Regions from separate parts of the Mus musculus genome. Here region 1 is linked to region 2. The links are chromatin contacts, called in public HiChIP or PLAC-seq maps. All regions are on one chromosome and are shown on one strand. The core of a region is the stretch at or near the end of the contact, and the rest is flanking DNA. Distances in the headings are between cores, read along the strand shown. Region 1 overlaps Ylpm1 (YLP motif containing 1). Region 2 holds the start of Ylpm1 (YLP motif containing 1).

Region 1 (6,705 bases), core at 3,782-6,281, 55 kb after region 2:
TTTTTTTATTTTTTATTTTTTTGCCTAATTACCCTAGCTGACACCTCCAGTACCTTAGTGAGTAGATATCTTTGAAGTGGACATCTTTGCCTTATTTTTGTTTTAGAAAACATTCAGTCTTTTACCATTGAGCATGTTGTTAGCTATGGATTTTATTATTTGTATATGTAGGGAGGCACACGTGCTACCACAGAGTTGTGGAGCTCACAGGACAGCTTTCTGTCCACTGTGTGAGTCTCAAGGATCAAATGGAGACACTAAGGTTCGGAGGCCTTTCCCTCTGAACCATCTTGATGAGCCCAGCTGTGAATGTTTGTGGCTGCATTTTGTCAGGCTGAGGAAGCCTCCTGTTTCTACTTTGTTGTGTTATCATTAGTCACAAAGGGTTGCAGGATTTTGTTGCACGGCTTTGTTTTGTTTTGGATTAGTTGAAATGATGCTGTAATTTTTGTTTTCTAGTATTTAGGCACAATTTAGTACATTAATTGATTTTCATTTTCTGTATTGCTGAATAGTTCATAATATCATAGTTTTCTTATAATGTTTTTGCCTGGTTTTGGTATCAGAGTAATGCTTACCTCATAATATGTTTGGAATTATTTCTTCAGATAATTTCTCAGAGTATAGTAAGCTGGCCTCAAACTTAAGTAGTCAAGGATGACTTTATGATGTTGAACTTCTGATCTTCCTGTCTCCACCTCTCAAAGGCTGGCATTCAAGCTGTGGGTCACCAATGCCAGCTTCTATTCACTTGGTTTTTAGGCAGATCTCACTATATATTCCTGGTTGTTCTAGAATTCACTGTGTAAGCCAGGCCGACTTCACAGAATCCCCTGCCTCTGTCTCTGCCTCTCTCCTGGATTACAGGTGTGCATTACCACGCTTGACCCTGACCCTTGTTTAACTCTCCCAGTCCCCCTGTTTTGTCTGTTTTGTAGGGAAGTTTGGTCACTCACAACAGTGTAGATATTGGTTGGTTTGATCTAAGTTATCTTCTTTGTTAGCACACACTTATATGTATCTATTCCTTTATAATTTCTTTATATTTCTTTATATTAGTAGTGACATCTCCATTTTTTATTATAGTAATTTAAGTCTTTTTTTCTTACTTAATCTAGGTAAATCAATTTCACTGTTTTTTTTTTGTTTTGTTTTGTTTTTCAAAGGACCAGCTTTTAATTTTATAGATTTGGGTGTGTTTGTGTATGCGGCATGTTTTTGCTTTTTAGCTCTAATACCTGAGACTAGGTTCTTTATGAGGAAAAGATGTTTATTCAGCCCATGGTATAGGAAATGCTTGAGTGCAGCCTCAGGATTTGTTTGGCTGTGGTCAGGGCCGCTTGTTTGCATCAAAACATAGTGTATATATCACGGTGGGAGTGTGTATGAGGGAGGGAAAGGCACTGATGAAAGAGGAAGCTGAAGACACTCAAGGATCAGGTTTACGATGTATAACATTTCACCATCTAGGATGCTATCCAGCCTCCCTTAAGAGTTACCTGCAACGACCTAATTAACCTCCCACTAATCCCCCCACCTGGTAAAAGCTCCATTATCTATATTCTGCCGGCTTCTATACTGTTGAGGAAAACACAAACCATATCCAAACTATAAAGTTTTACTGACTTTTCTCTATTTTATTAATATTTGTCCTAATCTTTGTTTTCTTGCTTCTGTTTGGTTAGTTTTAGCTTGTTCTTTTATAGTGTCTTAGGTAGAAAAATAGGTTTTCAATGTTAGATCATTTTTCTTAATTTTTAAAAGATTAATTTGATTTTGTGTGGTGAGTTGTCTGCATGTGAGTTTGCATACCATGTGTGTGCCTGGTGCCTACAGAGGTTAAAAGAGGATGTTGGATCTCCTGGGACTAGTTAATAGCCTGCCAGTTGTGAGCCACCAGGTGGGTGCTGGAAGCCACCAGTGCTCTTACCTGCTGAGCAATTTCCCACATTCATAAAACCATGTTTTAAAGAGAGTTTTTAAAAAGAAGGGAGGTGTGTGCTGAATAAATTTGCTGGCACCTCTGAGATCCCAGCTAAGCTGTGGCTCCAGCCCCTAAATCTTTTTTAGTTCTTGATACAGACATGTACACCTAAAATTTCTCTTCAAATATTTGTTTAGTTTTATCCCATGAGCTGTGGTATGATGTCCTCATTTTTATTCATGTCAGAGTAATATTTCTGATACCTGTTGTGAAATATTTTGAGCCCTTGGTTTTTTTTAGTAATTTATTGTACATATTTATGCACTTCCTTTGTTCTGTTCAGTTTTGCTTTGTCTGTTCTGAGACAAGTTGTCAGGTATAGCAGTCTAGTCTCAGGCGTCCCTATGGAGCCAAGAATGACTTTGTCATTGACCTCCTTCCTCTGCCTTCTGAGAGCCGGGACTGCAGGCAGAGGCCATAGTGCTGGGGTGGTGCTTTTTGTTTTCTGCATGATAGGAAGCAGTTTGCCAACCGAGCTATATCCCAACCCCTCAGAAAACAAAAATTTTACCCCCTCCATTGTGTTTCAGATTGTTGTTATAATGAGAGGATTGCCTGGCAGTGGAAAGACACATGTTGCAAAACTTATCCGGGTGAGTATGGGAAAGTAAAATAAGGAAAAGGAAAAAATGAGTTGCTTGTTAATGGGGTAGTATTGTATTCAGGTATCTCCCAGTGATAACTTATGGACGTTCATGGGGCCTTATAAGTTTTTCATCTGTTTAGACAAATAATTTTGCCTCTGATTGATTTGAAACCACCAGAAATTTTTATTTTAGCCACAGGTGGGAACTTTAGTGTTCATCAATTTGGTTCTTTTTTTTTTTTTTATAACTTCATTGTTATATTCTTAGGATAAGGAAGTAGAATTTGGAGGACCTGCCCCCAGGGTTTTAAGTCTAGATGATTATTTCATCGCTGAAGTAGAAAAAGAAGAAAAAGATCCAGATTCTGGAAAGAAAGTAAAAAAGAAGGTATGTGGATCCTACTAGACCTGTGTTGGGATGTGAAGGAAGATGTGTTCAGGGAGAGATGGGGGAGCAGTTGTTTGTTTGTTTGTTTGTTTGAGGCAGGGTTTGTTTATGGTTTGTTTGTTTTTGTTTTTGAGGCAGGGTATTTACTTATGTAGCCCTGGCTGACCTGGAACTTGTCAGGTAGATCAGGTTGACTTTGAACTCACAAGATCAGCCTCACCTACTTAGATTCAAGGTGTGCACTGCCATGCCTAGCTTGCACTGGGTTGGGGTTTTTTTGTTTGTTTGTTTTTGAAGATGAGAATTTCCTTGTCTTCTGGACACAAACTTTGGTGCTTAGGTGGGAAGAAGAGGATGCAGTCATCCTGCTTCAGTTGAGCCCGGCTCAGTCTGGTTCCTTACTCCTGCTAATAACCTCCTTTTCTCTGTGGGGTCTTAGGTAATGGAATATGAATATGAAGCTGACATGGAAGAGACTTATCGCACCAGCATGTTCAAAACTTTCAAAAAGACTCTAGATGACGGCTTTTTCCCTTTCATTATTCTGGATGCTATCAATGACAGAGTTAGACATTTTGATCAGTTTTGGAGTGCAGCGAAAACCAAGGGTTTTGAGGTATAGTCTTAACTTTGAAGCACTTTTAGTGTGAATTTGTATTTCTTGGCCTAATTGTTACACATTTTTATTTAGGTGTATTTGGCTGAAATGAGTGCTGATAACCAGACTTGTGGCAAGAGAAATATTCATGGAAGAAAGCTTAAAGAAATAAACAAGGTGATTTTTAGAAACATGGTATGCTGGAGAATCCCAGACATCATTCTTTCAGCACTAGTAATGCTGTCTTAAGTCGCTCAGAAATCTTTCTGCCTGCTTTAATAAATGTTCTCCTTTCTGTCTTATAAGTGGAAAGGGATGCCTAGCTCTTCTTAAAGCTAGTCTGTTAAAGTTATAGCATTAGTTGTGTTTCTCTTGACACTCTCCTTAGTCTTTATTGGAGTAGTTGTCAGAGTTAACTTGTTCTGAACATCTCAATAGATGGCTGAACACTGGGAAGTTGCACCTCGTCACATGATGCGTCTAGACATCCGCTCCCTGCTACAAGATGCTGCGATTGAAGAAGTGAGTATACTCTGCCTCAGGGCAGTGCAGATAAGCAACACCTTCTTCACTGTGAAAATCTGAAACTTCCAGAAAAGTTACATGAGCACTTACATACCTTTAAATAATCTCAACCAATTCAGGTGTTAATATTTCCACACATTTTAATAAACACCTTATAAATACTTAGTAACATTATTTCATACCATTACTATACAATCATATGAGAATTGTGTTGAAAAACCTCATAACCCATCAGTCCGGAATATGTTGTTGATGGCTATCTTCTAAGAACAAGGACATTCTCTAATAAATCCATTTAATTATAAAATTTAAGGTAAGCATTAGCTGGGCTAATGGCACACACTTTTAGTCCCCCAAAGGCTGACAGATCTGAGTGAGTTCAAGGCCAGCCTGGTCTACAAAATGAGTTCTAGGACAGCCAGGGCTTATAGACCTGTCTCAAAAAAACAAAAAGGAAAAAAAAAAGTTTACATTGATATGATACTATAAATTAAATTCTTTTGTGTTTTTATTTACTTAACCTTCTCTTCCCACACCCCCTAGGCACCTCTTTGATTCAGTCCTTGAGCAGATCGATCACCACCACCCCCCACCCCCGTTTCGACATCAATCTGCCCCACCTGTCTTACACCTCCTTGTCTAGGACTAATCTGTTCCTTCTCTCTCTCTCTCCTCTCTCCTCTCTCCTCTCTCTTACTTTCAGTTTGCTCTGTCCTAAAGGATCAGACACAGGGAAGTAGCAATTGATATCCTCTGGCCAAGACCACCCACCGCTTGGTGTGGGTGGAAGGCCTCCAACCCTCTGTCTGATCCCTGACAGATAACCCCCTATCTTTTATTCTTCTTGAAAACAAAAGAAAAAAGAAAAAGCCCTGTTACACATTGACTAGTAATGTCATTAGGGCTGTTGGCAGTTTCTCTAAAATTTGCAGGGCTGACTCACAGCTGGGACTTTGGGGAATTCCCTGTGACACCTCTCTCTGACCTCAGCGTTTCAAAAAACGCTCTATATCATGGGAAACTAGGAGATTGGGGAGGGGCAAAAACAAAACAAAAAAAGCCACCTGATTGCTTCCTCAATCGTGGCAGGTCATTTCGGCCTCACCCAATCTACCCCTCCCTCCTGCTGTGGATCTGGAGATCCTGGCAATTCTGGTTAATATCCACCCAACCCGGGCTGGATTCCTCCTCCAAAGTCAGATTGCCATCTTAAAGAGGGAATTTTCTCCACGGGAGCCCAACAGGGCACCCCAGCCAGCAGGGTCTAACCATCAGGTGCACCTCTGTGTGCCCTTCACGTCTGGGACAGAATGCAGCTCTCAAGAGCCCACCCCTGCCAGCCGACCCCTGCCAGACCGCTCCTGCCACCCCTGGAGGGAGGAGAGAGGGCTGTGGAGGCGATGGTAAAGGGGAGGGGATGACAGATGAAGGGGGAATGTAAGACTCGGGGGAAACGGGAGAGAAAATTCTGCCAGGATAAATCCTCCAGGCCAATTGGACAGAGTACACATGTTTATTTTTGTTAAAATGTTTTTTGGTTTTTCCCTAATATTGGGAATAACTCAGTATTAAAGTTCCCTGTATGGGAAATGTTTGTTTTTGATTGTTTGTTTTTTCTTAATAGTGTCAATGGTTCTTCTATGGAAGAAAAAATTTAGGGCGAGCTAAACTTACTAGTATAAAACACAACATAATCAAGGCATAAAGTACTAAGCCAGTGCTGTTTATATTTCCAAAGGTATTTATTAGTCATTCATTCATTGTATGGATGATTCTTATTGGCTGATTCAGATGTAGATACCTTAAAGAAAATGTTTGATGAAATAAAAAGGAATATTGCATTGTTGGGGATTGTAGATTGTTGCTAAAGAAATACAGGGAGGGAGGGAGTTCTGTTAATGACCCAGGATCTAGGATAGGTCTGTGAGGAATCCAACCACGGAAGGCACAGATTAAGATTGAGATTGTTTACAAACTCTTGGTGACTTTCAAAAGTTACCGGGAGATAATAACTAGCTGCAGCTCACTCTTGGATTAGCTACCCAAACGCTAAGTCATTTATATTCAAACCTTACAAGGTGATTAAACAGTCCAAGAACATTATTGGCTGAGGCTGAAGGAGAATTGGCTCTGGTGGAGACATTATAGGAAGGAGGCACATGTGGATCGCTTGGGTCCCAGCTGAATGGAACTTTAGTTATCCTGCCTGCTACTCGTTCTCCCACAGTGATTCTTATACACAAAGAAGATGATATCTCAGAATGGGTGCTTTTAGCAAGTAAGTAGTAAAAAATTAAAACCATATATAAGAAGGGTTTCTAAATTAATTATTAAAGAAGAAGGAGAAGGAAGAAGGAAGAAGAAGGAGGAGGTGGAAAAGGAGGAAGAAGAAGAAGAAGAAGAAGAAGAGGAGGAGGAGGAGGAGGAAGAAAGGGGCTGGAGAGATGGCTCAGTGATTAAGAGCACTGCTGCTCTTCTAAAGTTTCTTGAGTTCAATTCCCAGCAACCACACAGTGGCTCACAGCCATCTGTAATGGGATCTGATGCCCTCTTCTGGTGTGCAGCAGAGCACTCAAATAAAATTTGGGGCAAGGGACATTCAAATTTATTGAAAAACACAATGA
Region 2 (7,391 bases), core at 4,539-7,038:
ATGTCATCTTAGGTATCTTCATATGGCCATATTAATATAAGAACTCCCATTCGTCATAGAAGATTCAGTGCTATCTTAAGGTTTTACTGCTGGGAAGAGACACCATGACCAAGGAAACTCTAATAAGGACAACATTTAATTGGGGCTGTCTTACAGGTTCCCAGGTTCAGTCCAGTATCATCAAGGCAGGAGCATGGCAGCATCCAGGCAGACATGGTGCATAAGGAGCTGAGAGTTCTACATCTTCATCTGAAGGTAGCTAGAAGAAGACTAGTTTCCAGGCAGCTAAATTGAGTGTATTACAGCCCATCCCCACAGTGACACACCTACTCCAACAAGACCACACCTCTTAATAATGCCATTACCTGGGCCAAGCATATACAAACCATCACAGGTGCTACCTCTTCTTCATTCTGACCTCATCTGTAACTATCCTATTTCCAAATATGGACACACTCTGGAGTACTGGAATTACAACTTCTATATGTCTTTTTAGGTACTACAAAATTCAACTCATCTCAAATGTGATTATCATAGATACCTGCTTTTGGTTTTAGTGAGAAAACTACACTATGCACCATTCAGACTGGGGTTTGCTGTAGGTTTTTTATTGTGTTTGTTTTGGTTTTGACTTTCCGGTTTTTGGAGACAGGTTTTCATTATGTACCCAGGTTAGACTCCCAAGGGCTGGGGTTACAAGTATGTGCTACTACATCAGCATCTAGCTGTTTAGTAAATACTCTATTAAATGAAAGACATTCTCTATTTTTTGTTTTCTAAATGTATTAGCCTTCTGTTGCTGTGACAAATCCTAAAGATAAATCAATTCAGCTGGACAGTGGTAGCCCACACCTTTAATACCCGAATTCCAGGGACAATTATGAGGCAGACAGATCTCTGAGTTTAAAGCCAGCTTGATCTACAAAGCAAGTTCCAGGACAACAAGGGCTAATAAAGAAACTCTGTTTCATCTCAAAATACACACACACACACACACACACACACACACACACACACATATATTTACAGCGTTAACAAAGATTTATTTTGACTCAGAGTTTCAGAGGTTTCTGCCCAGAGACACTGTTGCTTTGGGCCTGTGGCAGCACTGTATGTCAAGAGTGTGATATTATGGTAATTTCTTACCCCAATAAGCCCGTATAAAAACCACACAACCCAGTTTTTATATTTATAAGCTATATGCCTAGATTGAGCAGATCTATCACTATACTAATCTATTCCCCAGCTATGAGATTCCTTGTTCTTTGGCTTCTACAGGCCATGTGGTTCTCCTCCATTTTCCTTCCACCTCTTCTTCTTCCATTCTCTGCGACCTCCCATCCCACCTTTCCCCTCCATTGCCCTATCATCGCCTCTAGCCTTTATTTGACCAGACAGAATAGGGAGAAGTTTCCATGAGATCACCTGAGTGCGTCATCCACTCCTCATCAGGGGCAACCCCTCTTATGGAAGCAGAATTAACATCAAAAATAAAAACAGCACCAGGGCAACCCACATTTCCCCCTTTTAATCCAGTTAAAAGTCTCTTCTCTCAGATATAAATGGAGCATAACCATAACAATTATGTAAGTTATAAAGTGTGATGTGCAATTAACATCTAGTCCATCAATTTGTCAATTAAAGTACTCTACCACCGATCTTAACTAAAGGGCTTACAATTCTACATCAGAGTTATGTTCTGATTTTAGCTTGCATTACTATCTGAAAAACATCCTTTCAACTCTGTATCATATCTCTCAATGCTAAACAACTTAAATTTGCTTATGAGACTATAACTAGTCTTCAACCCTGTCAGAAATCTGAGAACAAATTAAATACTACCTGAGTATATAGGAAGCACAAACATAGCTTTTTAAAACTTAAATGAATTGTAGAGACAGCTGACTACCTGGACATCCCCTAATTTCTTATAACATTAGAGAATCTATCTTCAGCCTTCTGACCCAGAACCATCTGTCAGACCTTATGTGAAGCAGGAAATAAAAAGGACTAGCTTACTCTCTGTCTTGGCAGAGCTTAGCAGTCAACTATCCCATATCTGTTTGTCCATTTTGGACAGTATTTTGTCTGCAGATGATATAGACAATTCCTGCCAAGGGGCTACCTTGCCATGATAAGTAACCTTGCCTGAAGGTAAAGCTGCTGCTCAATATCTTCTTGGAGCCATGAGGGGGGAGCTGTCAGGAGCAGACATGTCTCTAGTCAAATTTTCTAAAAATAATGAAATGATTAAATGTCATATTCTGTTGATTTCTGATATTTTTGAAGACTAACTATGTAAAATATCTCTGAACTGTTAACCTCAATTACTCTTAGCCATTTCTATTTGCGTACATGGAAACACTCTATTATAATTAGATCTGAATCTAACATAACCATGAGTTTATTTATTTTTTTTAAAGATTTATTTATTTATTATATGTAAGTACACTGTAGCTGTCTTCAGACACTCCAGAAGAAGGAGTCAGATCTCGTTACGGATGGTTGTGAGCCACCATGTGGTTGCTAGGATTTGAACTCCTGACCTTTGGAAGAGCAGTCGGGTGCTCTTACCCACTGAGCCATCTCACCAACCCCAACCATGAGTTTATTATCTGGCCCTTAACTTGTGTTACTTAATCATCCTAAACAGTTTGTAACAGCAGCTATTAGAAGGACTGGGTCAAAGCCTTGTATTCCTAAATGATTTGCATAGGCACAATGCCTATCTAAGGGGAACAATATTAATTTCAAATTTTGTATCAATGTAAGAAATCCACATCAATAAAAACCTTAAACTTGTATCGATCTATAAATTTTATAACAATGTAAAAATTATAACTACGTGGCATAGGAGACCTGTTCATTGTGTCAGCCAAAAAGCAAAGAAAAAGGGCAGGGCAGGCTCCCAGTCTCTCCTTGGACATTTAACAGAGGATGACCTCGGACTTCTGATCCTTTTACTCCCACTTCAAGACTCCTGGGAAAGGACTATAGTTGTGTGCCACCACACCCAGTTTTATGTAATGCTGAGGAACTGAACCCAGTAGATAAGCACTCTACCAACTAAAGTACATCCCAAGCTGTTGGGCATTGAACAGATGAGATTGAAACATTCCATCTCTCAGGAAACTCTTTCAGACAGAAGGTAAACTACACAAAATAGCTTCAGGAAGTCCCTGAAACTGACCAGGTTCACTAGGCTCCTCCCTCCCAAGAGTAAACAGGAAGACTTCCTAGAGTCACTCTCAGACAAGCCTAGATAAGCCTGGCCACAAAGAAGACTCTTAGACAAAAGAAGAAGCCTGAAAGAAGCAGAAACCAGCTAAAATGTCTGGAAGAGGTATAAACGTGTTGGAGGTTGACACTCTCCAGGCTGTGCAGTAGGCTCTAGGTTTCCAGCTTTGGGGAGCTGTCACCCATGCTGGGTGGGCTTTGGTGATACAGGTGTCTTTGAGCCATTTCTGCTCTTGATATTCCTTAACCATATTTCTTTAAGTAACTCTAATAAAACTCATTTGATTGGACTTTGGTGGTATCCACACTTTGGTCTCTTGTGGGCTCCCTCTCTGTGCTGAGTAGATGTGTATTGTTTCCCTTTGGGACAAGTTCCATCAGATAACACATGGCTCTTTCTTGATCTGGGACAAATATGCTTGGGTTGTGAAAACTCATTATGTTTTATACTTGTGTGATGGTTTGTCTTGCGCGCGCCGGACTCGACCAGCAAGAACGACGCTGCAACAGGATCCTTCTGCACACGTTTATTGGGAGAGCTTGATTGCAGAGGCGAAGAGACCCTGAGCCCAGAACTGGTGCTGCTTATATAGGCCTAGGAGAGGCGTGTCTCACACCCGGATTGGTTATGCACTATGCCTCATTTGCATGTTCCTCATCTGATTGGCTACTCTCTCTCTCTGTACCTCACAGAGCCTCATTATCATACCTCATTTGCATGTCTCACATCTGATTGGTTATACTCTCAAAGCCTAATTATCATGCCCGGGCCAGGCAGTGTTTTTGCAAAAAACTTTACTGCATATGTACACATTGGTTGTTTGTCCAAACTTATGCGTGGTGGCCAGCAGTAGTCAGTGCCACTCTGCAACGGCACATGTGGCTTCCCACAGTTTGTATATGCTCGGCCTAGGGAGTGGCACTATTAGAAGGTGTGGCCCTGTTGGAGTAGGTGTGGCCCAGTTGGTGGAGGTGTGACCTTGTTGGAGAAGGTGTTTAAGATCCTCTTTCTAGCTGCCTAGAAGTCAGTATTCTGCTAGCAGCCTTCAGATGAAGATGTTGAACTCTCAGCTCTTCCTGTACCATACCTGCCTGGATGTTAGCCTCTGAACCTGTAACCCAGCCCCAGTTAAATGTTTTTTTATAAGAGTTGCCTTGGTCATGGTGTCTGTTCACAGCAGAAAAACCCTAACTAATACAACTTATGACATGCAATTTTATGTATTTCTATGCTGCTTCAATAAGACACTGAAAGAAGGAATCCCTAGCCCCGCATCTACTACTCATAGTTACCCAAGACAGGTAATGATCTGGTTGCTAGGAAAAAAGAGCAAGGTCACATCTTCAAATTGACATGCTGATACAGTTAAGAGTCTTCAAATTAAGCATGGTTTTTCTCTCCCCTTCCTTCCTTCTTTCCTTCCTTCTGTCCTTCCTTTCCCAGAATTCAGTGTACTACTTCTGATGTTCAGTAATCACCCAAACCAATGGAAGTCTTTAATATTTTGCTGCTAGGGTTCAGGAAATCAGCTTTTAAGTTACCCTTCTCTGACTTTTCTTAGGTTTTTTTTTTTTTTTTTTTTTTTTTTTTTTTTTGGGTTTTCGAGACAGGGTTTCTCTGTATAGCACTGGCTGTCCTGGAACTCACTTTGTAGGCCAGGCTAGCCTCGAAATCAGAAATCTGCCTGCCTCTGCCTCCCGAGTGCGGGATTAAAGGCGTTCACCACCATGCCCGGCTGACTTTTCTTAGGTTTAAGGATTCTCCAACAGGGACATCGTCCGAGTTAAAACCTGGGTTTGATGGTACTTGGAAGGCAGAGGCAGGAAGATCTCTGTGAGTTCAAGGCCAGCCTGGTCACAAAGCGAGTTCCAGGACAGCCAGGGGGTTCATACAGAAAAACCCTGTCTTGAAAAAGCAAAAAAATTTTAAGGGTGGTGGGGTGGGTGGTGGGTGGGGAGGAAACCAATCTAAACAATTCAATTCCTTTTACAGTACCTGTAGGAAAGAATCAGGGCCATTTTCACTTTCCTTCTCCAGAATCCATTTTTCATTCTTCCTATCATTGTCCCCTGTCAGGCTGTGGGTTGACTGAGTTAAATCAGTTTAACTTGGAAGAACTGTCATTTTTACAAAGCTCCCTCTTTTTTACTTAGGACTATGGTAAGCCTCTTCGTGAGTTCAAGTTTAATTTTTATTCTCAGGTAGGATTCTGCAGTTTTCTTCATATAATGTCTAGATTTTTCTTAGTAGAGTTATTACTTGTTTTATGTTCTTGTTGCTACTGTGAATGGAATCTTTCCTCCCCCCTCCCCACCCCCCCATTCAAAACTAAACCCATAGGGCGTTAGGATCTCTATCACTCCTTTCGGCTGTGAGACTCTATGGTTTTCTTGGTTCTATGACAACATTCTATTACCGCCTACATTTTCCGAACCCGAAGGAAGGCGGCAACAGCGAGTACCTGCGCCAAGGTTCCCTCTATCTGGCCTTTGTTCTCCGCTCGATGGTACTGCGCATGCGTAGTTGCCTCAGCACGGTCCCCGCCTTCCCGACCGCGGGCCCAGCTCCGTAGCGCCGGCGCACTGGCGCGCTCCGTTCACACGCTCCGCGGCCTGTAAGGCACCGCGAGTTCCGGCTGTCGCCGTCACCGCCGCGGCTCCTGGAGGTCGGTTGCGACGAGTAACGGCGCCGGGACGAGCCCCGCGCCTTCGTTTCCTATATGTATCCGAATTGGGGCCGGTATGGCGGGAGCAGCCACTATCCGCCGCCGCCGGTGCCGCCGCCGCCGCCACCGGTGGCGCTTCCCGAGGCCTCGCCGGGGCCCGGGTACTCCAGTTCGACGGCTCCCGCGGCCCCTTCCTCTTCAGGCTTCATGAGCTTCCGAGAGCAACACTTGGCGCAGCTCCAGCAGCTGCAGCAGATGCACCAGAAGCAAATGCAGTGCGTGCTCCAACCCCACCATCTTCCTCCGCCCCCGCTGCCACCCCCGCCGGTGATGCCCGGGGGCGGCTACGGAGACTGGCAGCCGCCTCCGCCACCGATGCCCCCGCCACCTGGACCAGCCCTCAGTTATCAGAAGCAGCAGCAGTACAAACACCAGATGATCCACCACCAACGAGATGGGCCTCCGGGTTTGGTTCCAATGGAGCTGGAGTCCCCTCCTGAATCTCCCCCTGTACCTCCAGGATCCTACATGCCCCCATCCCAGTCGTACATGCCTCCACCTCAGCCACCACCCTCGTACTATCCCCCTTCCTCCGCTCAGCCCTACCTGCCTCCTGCTCAGCCATCCCCTTCACAGTCTCCACCTTCCCAGTCCTATCTGGCGCCCACTCCTTCTTATTCTTCCTCGTCCTCCTCACAATCATATTTGAGCCATTCCCAGCCCTACTTACCCCCTTCTCAGGCCTCTCCTTCCCGCTCCTCCCAGGGCCCTTCTAAACCCCAGCTACCACCACCACCGTCCATCCCTTCTGGGAATAAAACAGCTATCCAGCAAGAGCCTTTGGAGAGTGGGGCCAAGAACAAGACTGCTGAACAGAAGCAAGCTGCTCCTGAACCAGATCCCTCTACAATGACTCCACAGGTAAGCACTGTGTCACATCTTTCATTTAGGCTTTACGTGAGCAGGTCTTGGGCTTTAACCAGCTAATGCCTATCGTAATTCCAACAGCCAACGACTAGCCCATTCATACTCCAAAGATCCCCTAAGAGTCAGCCCTGAAAGCCAGGTTTTAAATTGACCATAGATTACCAAAAGAAGAGTAAAGATAAGACTAGGCACTTGAAGTTGTAGTAGGTTGGCACTAGATTTATTTCTCAAATGTATGCCTTAGTTTTCTTTGACCAGCATTCAGTATTTATTGTTGCACAGAGCTTTGTTTTAATTTTTTTTTAAACTAAGATTTTCATGGGGAGGCAGTATAAAAGAAAATTCTTAAAGGACTGATGTTTAAATACATGTAAATATTGACCAGTTAATTTCTTAGGACCAGCAAAATATGCAGGGGCCAGAGATAGCTGTCTGTTTCCAGAAGTGGGTTCTCAGCACATAAAAGATGGAAGTCTCATCATGACATCCTAACTGATGTTGTGAGTTCATGTGGACTCCATAGGCCTCTAGAGACTTGATCCTTGGAGAATCTGTTGTTAT

Evidence for each region. HiChIP or PLAC-seq counts read pairs in DNA pulled down with a chosen protein or histone mark.
Region 1: a contact with region 2 is called in an H3K27ac HiChIP or PLAC-seq map of extraembryonic endoderm stem cells. The contact joins the enhancer-like site here to the promoter of Ylpm1 in region 2. A contact is called at or near these places in 10 of 39 promoter capture datasets (the 3T3-L1 cell line, 3T3-L1-derived adipocytes, embryonic stem cells and 5 more), 1 of 484 Hi-C or Micro-C datasets (bone marrow-derived macrophages), 10 of 115 datasets of contacts at active chromatin or transcription factors (the 230-238 cell line, CD8 T cells, the SCID.adh cell line and 5 more) and 3 of 9 other capture datasets (adipose tissue, liver and pancreatic islet).

Annotation. Positions count from the first base shown.
Region 1 is chr12:85,046,295-85,052,999 of GRCm38.p6, forward strand. It overlaps Ylpm1 (YLP motif containing 1), which reads left to right. Exons shown (of 21, transcript NM_178363.4): 12 at 2,515-2,577; 13 at 2,839-2,958; 14 at 3,398-3,574; 15 at 3,650-3,733; 16 at 3,995-4,078. Among named protein-coding and RNA genes, the nearest start is that of Prox2, 47 kb to the right of the region's middle. Within about 2 kb of position 5,032, at least 76 of the 459 cell types and tissues checked have an H3K27ac peak or open chromatin away from gene starts, as enhancers often do. A contact at or near this core is called in extraembryonic endoderm stem cells and pancreatic islet, where this site is marked.
Region 2 is chr12:84,990,533-84,997,923 of GRCm38.p6, forward strand. Ylpm1 (YLP motif containing 1) reads left to right here and starts at 5,789. Exons shown (of 21, transcript NM_178363.4): 1 at 5,789-6,824. The coding sequence starts at 5,958.